2 separate regions of the Mustela erminea genome follow, and region 2 is linked to region 1. The links are chromatin contacts, called in public Hi-C maps. All regions are on one chromosome and are shown on one strand. The core of a region is the stretch at or near the end of the contact, and the rest is flanking DNA. Distances in the headings are between cores, read along the strand shown. Region 1 has its middle 250 kb from the start of KLF3. Region 2 holds the start of KLF3 (Krueppel-like factor 3).

Region 1 (6,161 bases), core at 1,320-3,819:
GCCTAGCACAGTGGGTTCTCAATAAGGGTGATTACATGAGTTACTTAGGATGTTTGCAAATGTGAATTTTCTGACTGGCCACGAGAAGGGAGAAGCATTCCAGAAGATAACTTAAATTCCTTACACAATACACCAACTCAACATGTAGGTATCATTTTATATTAGAGCGTACATAGGTGTCACTACGATGAGAGGCATAAGTGAGGCGTGGGTATTACTTTATATTAGGGGAAACCAGGACGGGAGTAGAGATCCAAAGCCCATTAATACCATCTACACACAGTGGGTCGCCATTTTGTCCATTTTCATTTTGGTCACCCTGATTACGTCTTTTTTAACTTATTCACAGTGAAGGGGGTTTTGAACCTCAGCAGGGCAGAGATGCCTACACAGGAGTTTTACAGGAAATTTTGGTTAACATCTTTTCGACTGCTCCTGGAAAATACCCTAGGAAGTCAACATTTGAAACCACCTCCCCCCCGCAAAAAAGGGAAAGAACAAGAAAAAATATAGGAGCAAGTGCATTAGAGTACACATTGCATGTGTATTTGGAACCAAGACCAAAACAATGTTTTCTGTACATAACCCCCATTCACCACAGAAGATCAATTATCTTCTACATACCAGTCCCAAGTGTAGGCCAACATCAACTTTTGCTGCTTCTCTTTTGCAGCAATTTTGAAAGGAAATTGTTGCCAGCCAGCCCTCAGGGTATCTTCCCCTCTTGCAACTTCTCTTTCCCAGGTTTAGAAATTACCGTTTGGGTCCAGAAAGGAAAAAAAGAGAGAACGCTACACCCTAGATTCCAAGTGGCCTTGTCAGCACTCCAAGCTATTCCAGAACTAGCGAACACCTCAGACACTTCTCCCCAGCCTCACTCTGGGCACTCATGCGATGCCAGACATATTTGTTTCTTTTCCATCTGACTTCAAGGCCCTTGTCAAAATGTAGCCTAAGTTAATAGGCTCTGTCAAAGTGAGTGCTTGGGAAAGGCACCAGAGAACCCCGCCAGCCACCTGTATTGTTCTGGAAAGCAGAAATATAGTACTTAAAAAACAAAACAAAACAAAAGCACACAGCTCTCCCTTCCTGCAGTGTCCGTTCTAATTCTCTTGCTACCAACTGCACAAATTCTTCTCCTTTCAGGACCCAGGACAACCCATTATCTGGGTCTCCATGTCTTCTCCATGACACCCAGACAAAGATTCCAGGGCCTTCTCTGACTTGCAGAGGCCTGGGGCGGGGGCTTCCTCCGTGGTAATGTGGAGACTGAGCTGTTGGACCCAGTAGGCCTAGAGGTGACTTCTTTCTACAAACCCCCTAGGCTGATTTTTCCCACCCTACACATCAGGGAGCACAAATCTTTGTGGAGAAGGCTGGAGTACTAAGCATTCAGTCAGGGATAGAGAAAAAAAGAAAAAAAAAAAAAAAAAAGAACAACTTTTCCAACCAGGCCTGTTAAGGACACATGATCTCAGACATTTCCTGCCTGGGCCTGAGTGGTTTCCCTCCTCTTACACACATGCTCCCCCTAATGCCTGCCATGGACAACGCACCCCCGGAGTACCGGGGGGAGCAGGAACCCCCCAGCCTGGCCCTGGAAATAGCCCTGTTGTTAAGATTGCAGAGGTGAGGGTGGGGGGGGCGGTGCTGCCCAAACAACGAAATAGCTGAGCCTTGAGAACTGTTCCATTGCTCCCGGGCAGGGCCCCAGCTAAGTCTTTTCTTTACATTTCAGAAATAAAAACTCTGTAGTTAAAATTGAACAAATAAACCTTCCGAATAGAATTAGGCCAATGAGCGAAATCTTGGGCCCCCACCCCTACCCCCAAGAGTGAAAGGAAAGGAACTTTGGGTTTGGATTTGGAAGCAGGGAGTCAGATAGATTCGGGTGTTGCTCCTTTCTTTGATGAGTGACCTTGAACACGAAACTTTTTTTTAAGACTCCGTTTCTTAAAAAAAAAAAAAAAAAAAAAAAAAGACTCCGTTTCTTTATCTCCAGCTGGGGCTTAATGATCTTGCTTATCCCCTCGTGCTGCTGTGGAAAGTAAAGAATGTGAACATATAAGAAACGGTGTTTTATAACAGAAATGCTAGTCATTGCTTCTTTCCCTTCCAATCTAACGCAAGAGCACGCGCGCGCGCACACACACACGCACCCGTCTTCCCTACAACTAAGTGGAAATGGCAGGACAAGCAACAACCCCCCCAAAAAGGAAGTAGGGCAAGGAAGGCTCAGTCACAAACAGGAAGTAACAGAAACGCCACCAGAAACATTGGCTCAGGCGAAAGAAAACAAAACAAAAACACAACACAGCAGTCCTAGGTTAAGTTTTAAAGACCAAGTTTGATATAGTTCACGACTTGGGGTGTCGCCAGCCCGGCTCAACCCCTTCAAATAGGGGGTTTTCAGAGATGATTAGGTAATGCTTTTGACCTCAGTTTGACCTCACAAGTGGGAATAGGCACCCGGCATTTTAGGATTCCAGCAGTCAGTAGGTTCCTGCCTTTTTAAATGTAGGGCGCTCCTCCTTTTCCCCTGCAGCCATAGGAGGGGCGCCGCTTGAGGCCGGGAGGAGCCCGGGCTCCGCCTAGGGGAGCCGCCCTGCCGCTCTGCTCAGATTGCCGCCTCCCTTCCTGGCTTCCAGAACTTGCCACATTGGAGGTTGGCTTCTTGAGGGAATGTAAGAAAAGCATTCCGGTGACGGCCGCACAAAGAGGTTTTACAGTTCTGGGGATTATGTCAAACTTTCCTTCCAGAGTTTTGTTAAGAGAAGACAAAATCCTGGATATCTTTCTAGGGGGAAGAAAAATCTAAAGGGAAACACACCAACGTGTCAGGACACATTGGGCTCTTTATTTTCTTGTTTTTCCTGTCTCCTTCTGGAAACTTCTTCCAGGAATCTTACTACCTTTCTTGCCCTCTTCCTTAGTTTTGTGTGTGTTTAGGGGAGGGAAGGGAGAGGATTAGAAGCCTAAGCAGTTGAAGCCCTCAACCCCACCCCCAAAGCAAGCATTCCTACGACTTGTCAGTTGTTTCTAGGACCAGAGCTCCTCTCCTGGCCCAGATGGAGAGTCGACTTTATGCTTCCCTTCGCCTCCACCCCTTTCTAATAAACAACCCCTCCAACTCTTAACAGATTGCTTGGTGCAAATTAGAGTTGGAAAAAAAAAAAAAATCTCCAACCTTTGAGTGACTCCAGTCTCCGGGCAGTGCCATAGAGACAACACACAAATATTCTAAAGATTGGACCGGGTCTCATTTCAGGCTTTGTATGTTTTTGCAGTGGCCCTCAGCTACACACCTTTGACTGGAAACTTTACCGTCAAGATGATTCGTATGGTGCTTTCAAAGTATTTTCATGTGGGAGCCACGTAACAAACCTGAGAGCAGCCAAGGGGTGGAGTTGAGCCGGAGTTGCAGATGGAGAGGTGAGGAACAGAAAAGTCAAGTGACGAGCCCAAGGCCTCTCAGCTAGTTTCCTGTGAAGCCCCAGCTATGAGGTCAAAGTCTTCCAAAACCCTACTCTAGCCCCTAATGCCCATTTGGGCATCATCACGAACGCGTTCTACAGGTTCTTGTTTATGCCAAACAAACAGGCTGACACCATTTTTAAATATAGAGTATTGTAAGCATTTAAGGGAAGATTGTTTTTTAACAAATTACGTAGGGTGTGTTTCATAAACGAAAATGGGAGTCTGAGGCCCTTTGCAATAGATGGTGCATTTTTTAAAATTAAAAATTGATTTTTAATGGACAATTCATGTGCATGACTCCAAAGTCAGAATTCTTCTCGAATAACATTATATGGTACACCTGAAACTAATATAACATTGTATGTTAATTATATTTCAATTTAAAAACTTTTTTTAAAAAAAGTACAAATCAGGACTCTAAAGCTCAGTATACCTGAGAATTCTCATCACCACCTCCTGCCCTCGTCTTAGTTCTCCATTTCCTTCTCTCCTTTGTTGGTAATCATTCTTATTTTGTCTTCTTACCTATATTTCCTTATGAAAATACAAATGAATTCAAATGTGTGGTCACGTTACCTATTTGTAGGTTTATCGTGCATTTTGAATTGGTTTTCTGGACGTGGTGGTGGACCTTGCGGAACCATCCGACTCTTGCCTGGGAAGCTCAGAGATCATAGGGATTGATCTGCAAATGGTGAGTGGGTGACCGAGGATCCAAAAGAGTTAAAGCCATAGAGGCTTCAGTGGGCTAGGCTTGCTCATCAACCTGGGTCCCTCACGAAATCAGAACCAGCCATGGTGGCTGAGAGTCAAGCGTGGGATTCCATGCCTGTCATGGATGGGGGCAACTAGTGGTTCCATCTCAATTTCTGGTAAAAACCAAATGATATGGTAGGGCAAATGTTTAAGCAGTAATTGTCTGTTACGGTTGCTCAGAGGACAGTTAGTGACCATTCTCGGGAAGTGTCACAGTGTTACAGACAGACAGGTCACTTTCAATGCAACCCTCAAGTAGGATTCTTCCCCCAAAGGAGCTTTCACATCTTTCCCATGGTCACCATGCCCTGAAAGAACGAAAAAAATCAAAGGGGATCAAGCACAGGTCACTCCAAGAAGAGGAAGACCAGGGGCTCTCTGTGAGCAGAAACTCCAGGTAATGGAAGGTCCCGTGTAGGTCAGACCACTTGGGTCACAGCTGCTCTAGACTGAGGGAGGAACTCTGGCCAGACCAACAGATATAGACTGTCTACCCAGGCCCTTGATTCATGGGTTTACAATGGTTCCTCATGAGGAGGGACTGGAGATCAAGTGGGGACCCAAGAATTCTCCACACTTGATCAGGCAAGCCCTGAGGAGACAGCCAAGGGGCACAACACAGAATCACCTATTGTCCCTTGTACTGGTTTCCTAGTGCTGCCATGACAAAGTACCACAGCCTGGGGAGCTGAAACAACAGAAATGTGTTATTGTCTTACAGTCTTGGAGGCCAGAAGTCTGGGACCACGGTGTCTGCAGCATTGATTCCTTTCGTAGGCTGTGAGGGAAGAATCTGTTCTAGGCCCCTCTCTTCTTGCTTGGTAGGTGGCCATCTTCTCCCTGTGTCTCTTTATGTTGTCTTTCCTCTATGTCCATCTGTGTCCAGATTTCATTGTCTGTGTGGACACCAGTCATCCTGGATTAGTGCCCACCCTAACAACCTCCTTGAAACTTGATTACCTTTATAATCTGCAAATGAGGTCACATTCTGAGCAACTGGGGATTAGGACGCCAACTTGTCTTTTTTTTTTTTTAATGTTTAAAGAATTTATTTAAATTAGAACTTGCCCCTTATAGTCAGTGTTAATAGTAACACACAGTTCTTTTACCTTTTTAAATAAAAATTTTGAAAGCCAAGATTTTATTTATTTATTTATTTTGTATGTACCGCTTACTATTTGTTAAAAAAGCTTTCTGATGTTGAATAGGAACAACTTGAAAAGGCCTAGTCTACATATTTTATTCTCATGATATTTACCCAGGACCACAAAATTTTAGAGAAGATTTTTCTCTTTTTTTCCCCCCAATTATTTTGAGTGTAGTAAAATACACATACTGTAAAAGTTACCATCTTTTTTTTTTTTAAGGATTTTATTTCTTTGACAGAGAGAAACAGTGAGAGAGGGAACACAAGCAGGGGGAGTGGGAGAGGGAGAAGCAGGCTTCCTGCTGAGCAGAGAGCCCTATGCGGGGCTCGATTCCAGGACCCTGGAATCATGCCCTGAGCCAAACCGACTGAGCCACCCAGGCTCCCCTAGAAGTTACCGTCATAACCATTTTTAAGTATTGGTTCAGTGGTATTAAATACCTTCATCTTATCACACAACCATCACCGCTCTGCCTTTCCAGAGCTCTTTGCGTTCTGTTAAACTGAGACTCTGCACCCAGTAAACCCCCATTCTACTCTTCCCCCAGCCCTAGCAACCACCATTCTACTAATACTCTAAGGTTCTCATATAAGTGGAATCATCCATAATTTCTCTTTTTGTGACTGGCTTGTTTCACTTTAGCATAATGTCCTAAAATGTCATCTATATTGTAGCATGTTGCTGAATATCTTGAAAAATATTTTTAAGCCTGAATAATATTCTACTGTGTGTGTGTGTGTGTGTGTGTGTGTGTACACTACATTTTGTTTATCCTTCTCT
Region 2 (6,161 bases), core at 1,652-4,151, 250 kb before region 1:
GCCTTGAAACAAAGAACAGGAAACAGCTCTGCTGGCTGTGCTGGAGAGCGAGCAGAGAAACATTGAGCCAGCCCTCCCTGACCCTATATTCATGAGCAGCTGGAGTTTTTTAAGACAACAACAGGGGGGTGGAGGTGTTTGTTCCATGGGTGTGAATAATAACACCAGCTTTATACAGGGGACCTGCCCTATTTACAAATAGGAGCTTCCACATACAGTAAACACCATAAGTGAACATGTAATTTTATCACATGCAGGCAGCAGAGACCCTTCCTAATTAACACCAGCCTCCTTTCCCATTTCTTTTGTCTCTTTCTCCCCCATCCCAATGGCTGGTCTCTAGCCTCCATCAGATCAGGGGTGAGGGTAATGATCACTGCTCAGCCTCAGCATCCCGAGAAGGCAGAGAGAGCACTGGTAAGAATTCAGAGGACACTGGGTTAGTCCATATAACCGACAACTGGACCAGTTCCGTGTGTCCCTTCACTATACAGAACTACATTCCTAGACACCGAGTGTGGGCCACCTAGAGTCACCCCCCCCCCCCAAATTTCACCATCTTTTTCAACTGCATAGTTAGAAACCTATCCGCACCCAGCTGCACATCTGTTCTCCCTGTCCACACATCTAAAGAAACTCACCTTTGGAGAATGTCACTCTGTTCCTGACATTTCATTTAACCCAAGAGTGTCATACAATCTGGAGACCAGAATATCAATTTTTTACAAGATATCTGAAAACGTCTATTTTCCCTTAAGTATATTTAAGGTAGTAAAAACCATTCTTAGAGTCCCCCCCCATTATGTCTCTTTTTTTGGTTAGTTGGTCAGGACTGTTCAACTCAGGTTTCTACGATCAGAGACTGTACGATCAGAGACTGAACAAAATGTGTGTAGACAAAACTACAGGTGAAAAAAAAAAGGCATTACTGTGCCCATAGCAACCAGAAGATTGGGTTTTAATTTAGAAACTTTGCAGTGAAAAAACAATAGCATGTTTTATATCTGACAAGATTTTGTGGTCTTAGCAGCTACTTTTCTTTGTTGTTCTAACATTTTTATACCTGCATCCCCCTTCATGAAAGCCCAGTGTTCCTTGAAGTGTATCTTTATTGAACTTAAATAGTACACTGAGCTGTTTTTCTTCTAAGACTTGGGATGCAAACCCCACAGACTGGAGGACAGGACAGTTTCCCTAGAGAGTTGAAATTCATCAAACATCTCATTTCAGGTCTCTGTTAATGAGCTAAGGTCAACATATTCCATGCTTGGAGCCAGAAGAAACTCATCTGTCCATTTTTTCTTTAAAAAACACGAACCCTCCACGTTTTGGAGATGTTAATATTATCAGACTGGTTTTCCCCTAAAAGCAAGTGTTTCCTCCAGTGGCAGATCATCATCCAGATGGATTTCTTATAAAAATGCTGCTCAAATTCATACAGAAAGCACTATTAAAAAAAAAAGTGCAAAATTGCTCAGTGGAAAAACCTATAATGAACAACTGCCCATTCTACTCCATTTTGCTAATAATTATACACTAAATGTAAATGAAGTCAGAACACCACGACATACTTCTCCTCAAATACCAGACTCTTGTGAGACTATAACTGATATTATTTAAAGTATCCTGGGTGATATTAGTGGGAAAATGCATTCTGAGCTAGTAAAAAATTCAGTGCAAAATGTTTATTTTAGTGCAATACAGGGTGAGCAATTTCCAGGTTCCGTTTCACCTGACTTATTAAAAATAAGTCCAGCTCACACAGATTCTCCATCTATTATTACTGTCTATAGCTGTGAAATGTAACACAGAAGATCCTCCCTGATATCTGGCAAAGTGGATGTGACAATTCCAAGTATTATCTGCCATCTCCAAGAAAGCCAATCTGGAATGCTAGGTAAGTCCCAAGGGTCCAGGTCCAGGGGTCAGTCTCTTAAGTCCCTACACGGCTCGAGTCCCTAACGCTGCAGGCACTTGCCGAAGGCGCTCTCTGCCTCCAGCCTCGCTGCAATCCTTGCTCCAGGCACTGCGGCAGGTTCTCGGTGTGCCCCCGAGGAGGACTCTCCAAACCCGGCCAGCTCTTTTCTCCTGCCCCTGAGGATCCAGACGCCCTGGCAGCTCCTGGGCTCCAAGAGCGAGGACGGGATGCTGCCTTCAGTCCCAACGGCCCTAAGTTTCCTCCCAGAGGGCCCGGGAGGCTGCTCCAAGTTTGCTCCGGCGGGCGAGCGGTCGCGCGCCCCGTCCAAAGAGGGGGGCGGCGGGGGGCGGAGAGGGGAGGGCGCGGGAGCGGGAGGTGGGGGACCCGGAGGGGGAGGAGCAGGAGTGCGCGGCCTCCTCACTACCTTTCTCCAAACAACGTTGCCACACGCGGAGAGCACTGAGATTTCTGGGGCTTTGGAGGGAATTGCGAGCGGGCGGGAGGGCGGGCGGCAGCCGGGGGACCACACAGGTGAGCCCCCGCCCGCGGCCTCGCCCGGGCCCGCCGCGGGCGCCGCGGGTTTCGGTCCCCCGCACCGCGGGATCCGCACGGTGGCTCCCCCGAATCCCACACTTTCAACCGCCGAACCCGGGGTTCCCCCTCCCCCTTGCCTCCCCTTCCGCCCCCACCCCCGGCTTCGAGGAGCTGTTGCACTTTCCCAAGCCCACAGGCGCCCCCACCCCCGCGCTGCACCCCCGGCCCATTTAACTGCGCGACCCCCCTCCGGGGGAAAAAGAAATGAGACCGGACGAGTCAAAAAGGGCGACAGCAGGAGTCGGGGCGAGGAAAGGTGAGGGAAAGGGACTTACTTTTCGAGGCGCGGTGCTGAGCGCTGCAGACGAGAAATAAAGGCCCGGCTCCGAGCCGCCTTGAACCCCGCGAATGCAGTAATGTCAGCGCGCCAGCCGGGGCGGCGGTGGCGGTGGCGGCGCAGGGCACGGGGACAGGAACGGGGACGGGCGCGCGTGCGGCGGGCGCTCGCGCTGCGCTCCGGCTCGGGCCCCGGCTCCGCGCGGCTCCGCTCCTGGCTCCCCTCTGGCTCCTGGCACCAACTCCGGGCAGTCACATGACGCCGGCGCCGCTCGCTCTGCGAGCCTCCCGGGGCTGGCGGGGTAAGTAGAGGCTGGGACCCGGGGTGGGAGGGTCAGGGAGGGGAGAGGGAGCCGCCGCGGCCGCCCGGGCTGGGCGGGTCCCCACCCACTTGGGTGGAGGCAGCCGCCGGAGGGGTCGGCCGAGTCACTCGCGCAAACACGCACCCCGCCCTGCGCCCTTCCCCCGCCACCCCCGCCTCCCGCGCCGCCTCCGCCCCGCCCCGCCCAGTCACCCGGGGACGGCCTGACAGACACTCATTATTCCCCGGAGCCGGGCGCCGCCCCGCCGGCCCAACCTGTCGGGCGAGGCGCGGGGCGGCCGAGGGGCTGGGCGTGCGCGGCGCGGCCCCCGCCCCGGAGCCTCCGCCTTTCGCCCTCCGCCCCCCACCCCCCGCCCGGCCCGGCCCGGCCCCGCGCACCCGCCCCAGCTCCGGAGTCCCCGCCCGCGCCCCCTCCCTGCGCCCCCCGTCCCCCCAGTCCCCCGCCCGCTCGGGACCCGCCGCCGCGCCGCCGCCCCAGCCCGGGGGGAAGGAAGGGCGGCGCTGCCCGCTCCGGGCGTCACAGGGCTGCAGCCCGCTGCGCCGCTTCCAAAACACACAGCCGGGCGCGCGGGCCGGCCGAGGCGGGGGACCCGGGCGGCCGGGCCATCAATCAGCCGGCTCCGGCGGGAAGGGCGGCCCCGGGCGGGGCGGGAAGGGCTGGGCCCCGCGACCAGCGCGGCCCCTCCTGGGCCGAGTGCGTGCAACTCTCTTAAAGAAAAAGCAGGAAAAGGCAGCGGCGGTGGAAGAGCGGGAGGACCGGGGCGGATTCGGGGCAGAAGAGCGGCGGGAAAGGGGAGGGCAGTGGGGAGGACTTAAACCCTAAAACGCTCCCGAGTTTCCAAGGTCATTCGAAGCAGCGTTAAGAGCGATCTTTCTTTGTGCCCGGGACGCCGGGTCCCCTCGTCGCCCTCCCCGCGCAGGGGTGGCCCGGGTCGGGCGTGAGGGGCGCGTCCCCGCCGTCCCCTCCCCCGCTCCGGGCTTCTTTGAAGGTCCTGGGACCCCCGGAGGCAAACTTCCCACGGGCCGGGCCTGCCACTGGAGCGAAAAGGCAACCGGTAGCAGCAGCATTTGCTCAGCCGGGCCTGCCTGAAAAGTTGGCAAACTTCGGTCGGGCTCCTCCTGCCCGGAGGGAGGACTTCGGGCCAGCAGAGGGCTCGGCCCGGCGACCTCTCATTTTTTTTTTTTTTTTTTGTCGCTTCTCCGGGACCGAGCGCGAGCGTGCTCGGTGCGGGGCGGCGGAAACGCGCTTGCGGTCCTAGCCAGGCCCCTGGGAGAACTTGGTATAGCATAGCCCCCGAGTTTAATGCTTTTTTGAATTTCTTTTAAACAGTATTAATGTAATAAAGAATGTAATAAAAAGAACAAAGGACAAATTGGTTCAATTGTTTTAGTCCTGCGTAATGTTTAAAAACGCCCTGCTTGAGTGTATGGCTTGTTATTGCTTCAAGATGTTTTAAAGGCCCTTTAAGTTCACCATTCTCACTTTGAAGCTTCATCCAGGCATGGTACTACTTAAAACCTGGAGATACAGTATATACCGAGCCCCATCATGTAGCTACGCAGTATTATAAAATTAGTACCGGGTAACCTCAAGTAGTGAAATTGCATGTTATAAAAAAAAATGCACATAACATAAAAGACCACGTGGAGAACAGCCAGCTCTGACACTGGTTACTGTGCCATCTCTCTGTTCCATAAGATTAAGCTTTAAATGTAAAAGGGATGAGGAGTTTCTGTTAACAAGAAAAGGACAGATGCAGGAAAATAAGTTGGATTTGTGTCAATTACTAATTGCAATTCATTGATCAGTAACTTCAAATGTCTCATTGGATGGCTTAGATGTGGATTAGCTGAAAGACCGTATTAGTGATGCCTGATGAAATCATATTGCATTTCCAGGTCTGGCTCCGTAATGGGGACTCCAAAACCATAGGCTTTGCTCAGAGGACACTATAGGTGAAAACCTAAAGCACATAAACCCGTGTTCTTTACATTGTTCATGTGGGTGTGGACCCAAAGGAGAAACTTGAAATAGGTCTGAGAAAAGTGTGATCCAAGATAAGCAGGGAGTGGCTTTGATATGGAAGGTGGGGGAAGAGGAGAAAAGTTGTAAAAAAGTTTAATTAATGAACACACTGTGTTCAGTGCCCTGTGGGAACAGCTGAAACACAGCTTGTACCAAAATGAAGGATCCAGGGGAGGAGACCACCATCCATCCAGGTATCTACCACACCAGAAATGCCTGGAGTTGTCTTTGACTCCTCCCTTCCCCTAGCTAGTCAGAGCACTGTCATTCACTGAATCTTGGACCTCTTCAATCCCTACCCGATCTTTGACCACTCTTCTGGTCCAGCCCACTGCCACAGTGTCTTGTTGGTCATCTTGTGTGTAGTGTGTGTGTGTGTGTGGGGGGGGGGTGCTCAAGTGTGGGAAAGGGATTGGAGCAAGGGAACAATGAGAATACTTTTTCTAAAATGCAAACCTGAACGTGTCAATGTCTTCATTACATTCCCATCGGATAAAGTCCAAGAGTTTACTACCTGTGCTGACCTGGCCTCCATCTATCTTTATAGACCCATCTCCTTCGATTACCCCCCACCCTACTCTGCCCTCCAGCAACGCTCAATTTTTTCCCCTCCAACTCACTCTCCCCACCTCTGGCCCTTTGCACATGCTGATTTTTCTAGGTGGACTAGCCTCCTTGCTTTCTCCCCCAACTCCTGACTTCCACTCTCATTTCTATACATTGTTTCCATCCTTTAATTATTGACTTACATGACATTTTCAACAAAATGGTTCTTGTCTTACCACCATCCCTCTGATAGCACTCACTCTCCACCTCTTGTAACTCTTTCTTATAACTGGTTATTTAACTCTCTTTCCATGACTCTGAAATAAGAAACTCTGTGAGGGCACGGACATTTTCTTTTTAGCAAAATTGTATCCTTGTGGCCCAGGTGCTCAATGTATATTTGTAAAATGAACAAGTGTCAGCTATGAATTGGGAAGAAGTCATTCAGAGACTAAACAAATAAGAGAAGAATTGGTGAG

Evidence for each region. Hi-C and Micro-C count contacts between places; a contact is called where the count stands out from the background.
Region 2: a Hi-C map of skeletal muscle shows a contact between it and region 1, with 5 times the contacts expected there. The contact joins the promoter of KLF3 here to the enhancer-like site in region 1. A contact is called at or near these places in 3 of 3 Hi-C or Micro-C datasets (fibroblasts, skeletal muscle and spleen).

The regions. Positions count from the first base shown.
Region 1 is chr2:129,284,494-129,290,654 of mMusErm1.Pri, reverse strand. No RefSeq gene overlaps it. Among named protein-coding and RNA genes, the nearest start is that of KLF3, 250 kb to the left of the region's middle. Within about 2 kb of position 2,569, the one cell type or tissue checked has open chromatin away from gene starts, as enhancers often do. A contact at or near this core is called in fibroblasts, where this site is marked.
Region 2 is chr2:129,538,677-129,544,837 of mMusErm1.Pri, reverse strand. It overlaps KLF3 (Krueppel-like factor 3), which reads right to left and starts at 2,901. Exons shown (of 6, transcript XM_032334075.1): 1 at 2,788-2,901. It also overlaps the pseudogene LOC116584986.